2 separate regions of the Halichoerus grypus genome follow, and region 2 is linked to region 1. A link is a contact called in public Hi-C data. All regions are on one chromosome and are shown on one strand. Each heading gives the region's core, a stretch centred on a gene start, on an enhancer-like site or on the middle of the called end of the contact. The rest is flanking DNA. Distances are from core to core; before and after follow the strand shown.

Region 1 (3,175 bases), core at 468-2,967:
TCATGCGCTCTCGCTCTCTAGAATCAATACATAAAATCTTTTTTAAAAAGTGGAATTCATGATTTCCTTCCCATTCCCCAACCTGTTCATTCCTCCCTTTCCTGTCATTCTCTCCAATCAAGGCCACAATCTAGATAGCAACACTATTTCCTCCCTTTCTTTAAACTAATACATTCCATCAGGAAGACCTGTCAATCTCATTTCTAAAATATATTTACAATTTTTCCTTTTCTCACCATGATCATCATTACCTCATTTAAACTACTAAAACAACATCCTAACTGATCTCCCTGCCCAGTGTCAACCATTTCTCACATAGCAACTTAAAGATCTTTTTCAAATAGATCATGTCAGACCTCTGATTAAAACCTTTCAACAACTTTCCACCCCCCATACATGCAGAATAGTAGAGTTCTATTGAGCTATTAATGGTTAGGTTTTTTTCTTTTAATATAGTTCACCCATTCAACAAATACTTACTGAGCACCTACTAAATGCTTGGGACTTATCAGTGCACCACATAGGCCAAAGATTACTTTTTCCACATTCGGATGGTGGTGATGGTGGTTGGGCTAGGGGCAAGCTGTACAGTGAGAGAAAAATGTGAATTTATCCCATGAAAATGAAGTTATTTTTTTCTAGTTGAGCTGGTAAATCGGATTGTCAGGAAAGAATGCCCGAAGCACAGTGTTAAATTCACAACTAGGGCCCAACACTGGATTTAACTGACACAAGACTGGTTGCTAATTATAACTTTGAAATCCTTTAAGGTAGTTTAAGTCCCTAAACATCAAAGTAATAACGGTTTTAGGGCCTAAGGAAGAAAGTGCAGCCCAGACAAATTATTAATAGAAAATGCGCTATGGCTTTTATTTGAAATTCTGTCCAAATCAAACGTGGCTTGCCTATTTATAATCTGACTTATATTTCTGGCAGACCAAGTTATATTGGGCTGTTTCTCCGCCGGCACAAATGATCGTTACGCTTCGTGCTCTGCATTATTTTTATGCCTATGCCAACATTCCGAGGTGCCTAAGTGGTAATGCTTTAGCAGCGTCGGGAGGAAAGCAGCAGCAGCCTCTGATGCAAACCAGGACAGCCTAACTTGCTCAGAGCTCTGCGGTGCTAACTCCGTTGGGGGTAGCGGGGCTGGTCTGACCCCGCTCTGGAAGGGGGCTTAGCTCGTGGCCCTTTTTCTACTATCGAAGTGCGTTTGGCACATTTTATATCAAAGCAAAGCGACACTTCCAAGTTTCAGTTAAGGCGTCCAAGAAGAAACTCGGCGCTTGCTGGCAAGAGGAGACTCAGGGAGCGAACAGCCCTCTAGCCTCCCTGTCTTTTCCTCGGCGTGAGATTGGCTTTTTGCTTTTGGTCTGAGTCGGCGCCACAGAAAGAATAGACCAAACAAGCAAAAAGTGGGGCCGACAGAGAGGCCCAGAGTGTACCTTCAAAGCTAGGTAGAGACTCGCGCGAAATCTACCCCGTGGCCAGGAGACCCCATGGCCTAACAAAACACCCCGCCCACCGTCTACCGTCACCGCCGCGAGGCGGCAGCTCCAGGCCGGAGGGCGGAGCCGCCAGATCATCGCGCGAGACCAGCCACGAGACTTCCCAGAAAGCCTCAGGCAACATCTTAATAGCTAGGAAGCCGGTTTAGGGCGGAAGGGTGGGCGGGGCTAGTCCAGATATTTAGCGGCACTGGCGGCCACGCCCCAAATCGGAAGTGACGGAGACGAGCTAGCGCGTCGAAGATACCTCTATGGTTTTCCTCCCGTTCTTGAGTCGGGAAATGGCCGCTGTGTAGTTACAACGGAGATAAGTCCCGGGAACGGTGCTTTCGGCGTTTCAGGTAGGCCTCATGCTGCATTCAAATCACTCAAAGGGCAGTAAATACCGAGGACGAGTGAATATTGTTGAATCTTTTGTGGGTAGTGACGGGTTGGCGGCTGCAGAAGGACCCAGGAGACGTTTCGCCGTTATTTATGCGTTTCTCCATCAGATCCCCTCAGGTTTTTGGGGCACTATAGGTCGAAAAGGTGGGGGGTGGGGCGAGCAGCGAGAACGGCGCGCGCGCGCGCGCGGTTACGAACCTGGCTCGAAACCCAGAGACCGCGCGGCCTTCCCGTGCGCGTGCGCATATCTTCCTCTTCAACCCTTCCCCCATTTCCTCGGCCCCGACTGAAAGCTCGCCCGGCGCACGCGCGCTTCCTCCTTTCTCAGCCTACGGCTCCTGAGGCCGCTGGAGGTGCCGCTTGTGTTCGCTTCTCATTGGCTGGGAGCGCCACCTTTCTTCCAGGCTTTGGGGCTTTGATAAAACAACTATGACCTGCAGCAAAGTGCTTTGGGTAGGTTGACCCGTTTTCGCGTCGTCTTTAAATTCCCTTTTCCCGGCTTCACGCTACCCGTCGGTTTACGCCCCGTTTTTTTGTTATTCCCTTAAGAACGTGGTCTGCTCTCTCTCGTCACTGACGCGGGTATCCGCCTCCGGCCCTCGGTGTCGCGGGACAGTTTTCTCCGAGGTTAATCTCGGATCCCCCTGGCAACTCACTTTGTTTTGAAGCGAACGTGTGCACTCGACTCTAAGAGTTGGTGCCTAGTTACCGTTTCCTAGTTTGGGGAGCAGGCCTTAGCTGATGAGTGGCCCTGTTGTTTCTCCCCCGCCCCCTCACCCAAAAGGCAGTCTTCCAGTAGTACAAGCGAAACCACGTCTTTTTGGCAAGTGATTCAGGTCTTTATATCGAGTCAGAAATGTTGCAACCATGATAGGTAGACAGTTGGGGTAATTCGGTGGGAGTGGTGAGTTAAGGTTAAGGACTTTGCCCCCACTTTAAGTCCATAGGTTGGCTTTCTTCACATTTAAGATTCATCTTATCAGAATCAAGCAGCGGTGCTGGCAACTACTTTTCTCTGTCTTTTTTTTTTTTTTTTTTTGAGTTTTAGGTTGAAAAAATTAAGACTAAAGTTGAAGGCAAATGTGACCAAAACTGATATAAATAGATTAGTTACTTCAGATACATCTTTTTGCAGCAGCGCCTTTTAATTTATCTTCGGTATTAAAAAGGAAACCAGAATTCCTTAATCCTCATGTAAATTCTCATTCCCATTGACTCTATTTGGAATGGTTGGGCTACTGTTCAGACAGTAGAGAATCTTTACATAGGAAAAACCGCTACAA
Region 2 (2,806 bases), core at 275-2,774, 670 kb after region 1:
TTAGAAACCAAGATCTAGGCAGTACCTGCTCATTGCTCCTTACATCTCTTTAGCAGAGGACGCTAGGGGAAAAACAAAATAGATGGAGTCAAAGTATAGACAGCATTTGGGTTGAGATGTGGAGGTGTAGGAGTTTACAAAAAGAGATTTTCAGAGAGAGGAGACAATATGTACAAGAAAGGGGACATGAGAGGTTATGGATTGTTTTGCATGGTACACGTAATTCAGTATTGCTGAAGCATAACATTGAAAGGAGGCAATGAGAGAAGAAACTAGCCAGGCAGATGGAGTGTCTTATATCCTAGGCAAAGTAACTAAATTTTCTTTTACAGGTAATCCTTTGAAGAATTTTCAGGACGGTGACATTATCAGTCATTTACATTTTTAGTGAAGTCATTCTGGTAGCAGTATGGAGGATGGCATTCTGGAATCAAAACTGGAGTCAGGGGACTGGTAAAGAGGCCATCACACAATAATAGAAGTAATGAAGCCTGGTATGAGGCAGCCAGAGTCAAGTTGGATAGGCTATATACTGGGGGTGTTAAAAGAGTAGAATGGACGTAATTTGTTGTAAGAGGCATTTAGGATGCTCTACAGGTATTTACAACACTGGGAGGACGGTGGTGGCTTAAACCAAAACAGAAATCCAGAAACGGGAGTAGGTTCTAGGTGGAAAGTTGAACAGTTCGGTTTAAGATGCATTGGATTGATAATATTTCTCACGGAATTCTCATAGGATTTGGAGAAAGAAAATGAAATATGATGCTAATATAAATAGAAAAGCTGGCCTCTAAAGAAATATACATAACGCTCTCACTTTGCAAACTAAGCAACAGGTTATAGTTCGGTGTATGACTACAACTGCAGGAAATTCAAGAGTTGGGGGAGGGACCTGTCTAGTATTTTTCCATCCCTGGTGACTCAGAGCTAAAAATGGCGCCTGTGGCAGAAATTAGAAAGTGGGAGGGGGCACTGGGTGCGGGTTTTCTTTCTGTTCTGTTTCAAACACTTAGCGAGATAACTCAGCGCCACACGAATTATGAACATTTTTTTACTTAAGGTTTGGTCTGTAGTACAACTCTATTCTCCGCGTTTAAAAGAATGTTTCATGTTGTGGGCGCGCTCGCTTGGGCGGTGACGTGCCTGCTGCTTTGCCTCATTCATGCTTCTCGGCCTCGGCGGGTTCCACGACTGCCTCCCTGTCTCTGCCCCCTCTCGTTTTTTTTTCCAGCGCTGGCTACAGTTCTGAGAGACAGAACGCTTTTTCGGGGGTGACGACCAGATGGGTTCAGACCCTACGCATTCGCAGGGCTCCTTGGCGCTTGAGGGCGAGAGATTCTTTCTTCGGAGGGCCGCGGCCTCGCGCTTTCTACACGGGCACGAGGAGCCCCGCGCGCGGCCGCCAGAGCGCGTGCCCGGCCCTGGCCTGAAGGCCCGCGGGCGGGGCGCGCGCACCACCTCCGCAGGCGCCGCACTGCAGCAGCTCGAGGCCCCGGCGTAGGTGGCGCGGGGGCGGGGCCGCGGAGGGGCGTCGAGGCTGGGCAGCGGTCCAGACCGAGAGCTCGGGTCGCATCGGTTGTCGTGGGAACGGTGGCGTAGGCAGGCGCTGACGTCAGCGGGCGGCGCGCTGCCCGCACTGCGGCAGCCGGTCCGCTCTCAGAGCCGGAGAGGCTGGCGGCTAGGGTGGCTACGCGGGTGCCTGGCTCCCGCCCCGCTCGGCGCGAGGAGCCGCTTCGCACAGTCCCGGCGTCGGATCGGGCGGGACTGATTGTCGGCCGCTCTGGGCTCCGTTCTCCGTGAGTACGCTGCAGGCCTGCTGGTGGCGGGAGCCCGGGCCGGGAGCTTGGCCTGCCCCGGCCCTCTCAGAGGGGGCGGTGGCTTGGGGTACTGCTCGGGTCCGAGGGCGCGGGGGCGGTGCGCCGCGGGGTGGGGCGGGGGCGCGTACTGCGCCGCCGCAGGCTGACCCGCCGGGTGCCGCCGAGCGGTGGGATGTAGTTTTTAATGAATATCTCTAAGTACTTTCCCGCTCCCTTCCCTGGGCTCCTGTCTCATGAGTGCTCAGCGCGGTGTCCAGATCCACCGTGGAGGGAATGCAATCTTTGCCTTTCCCACTCCGGATTCTGGCTTAAAAGCATTTAACTCAGATACGCACTAAGTACGTTTATTTCCTTTTAGGGTGTCAACTTGGTGCTGAATCTCGAACCTGTGAAATGCCTTCTTAATTACATCCGAGAAAAGGTGATCAATGTGTTACGTTTATAAGGGTCATTTCGATATGTATACAAATAGAAAAAAAGTACACTATTTAGAATCGCTGCCAATGGCTGTGCTGTATTTCAGCATTACTGTGAAAACATATACTCACTGGAGTGTATGGCTTTTACTTTTTTGAGAAAACGATGCTAACAATTTTTTCACCTGTTGCATTAACTATTGCTCTTACTGCTTGGAGTTTCAGGGAAAAGATTGCTCGTTCTGAGAACTCTGGGAAATTTCTAAAAATATTTGAAAAATCCAAATACCAAAAATTTTTTAAAACCGTATTTAGAATCTTGTTTATATATGGAGAGTATCTTGATTTAGCAGTTGAATTATGTTACAGGGTTTTTGTTAGTTTTTTTTCCTATGCTATAAAATTCAGTTAAAGGGTGAATTATCCAAGCCTCTGCTTCTTCCCCCCTTGATCTTTAGACATTTATTGGCTGAAAATCAGATGTTTAAAGAAAAAGAAAAATGAAACGTAGTGCAGTTAATTTTACTATTATTTCTTAGCAGCTCCTATAAAAGGGTTTGTGAGGGAGAATCT

What was found. Hi-C and Micro-C count contacts between places; a contact is called where the count stands out from the background.
Region 2: a Hi-C map of kidney shows a contact between it and region 1, with 5 times the contacts expected there. The contact joins the promoter of AHI1 here to the promoter of BCLAF1 in region 1. A contact is called at or near these places in 2 of 2 Hi-C or Micro-C datasets (kidney and skin).

Annotation. Positions count from the first base shown.
Region 1 is chr9:28,041,761-28,044,935 of mHalGry1.hap1.1, forward strand. BCLAF1 (BCL2 associated transcription factor 1) reads left to right here and starts at 1,718. Exons shown (of 12, transcript XM_078054692.1): 1 at 1,718-1,849.
Region 2 is chr9:28,709,905-28,712,710 of mHalGry1.hap1.1, forward strand. AHI1 (Abelson helper integration site 1) reads left to right here and starts at 1,525. Exons shown (of 27, transcript XM_078054699.1): 1 at 1,525-1,796; 2 at 2,176-2,272.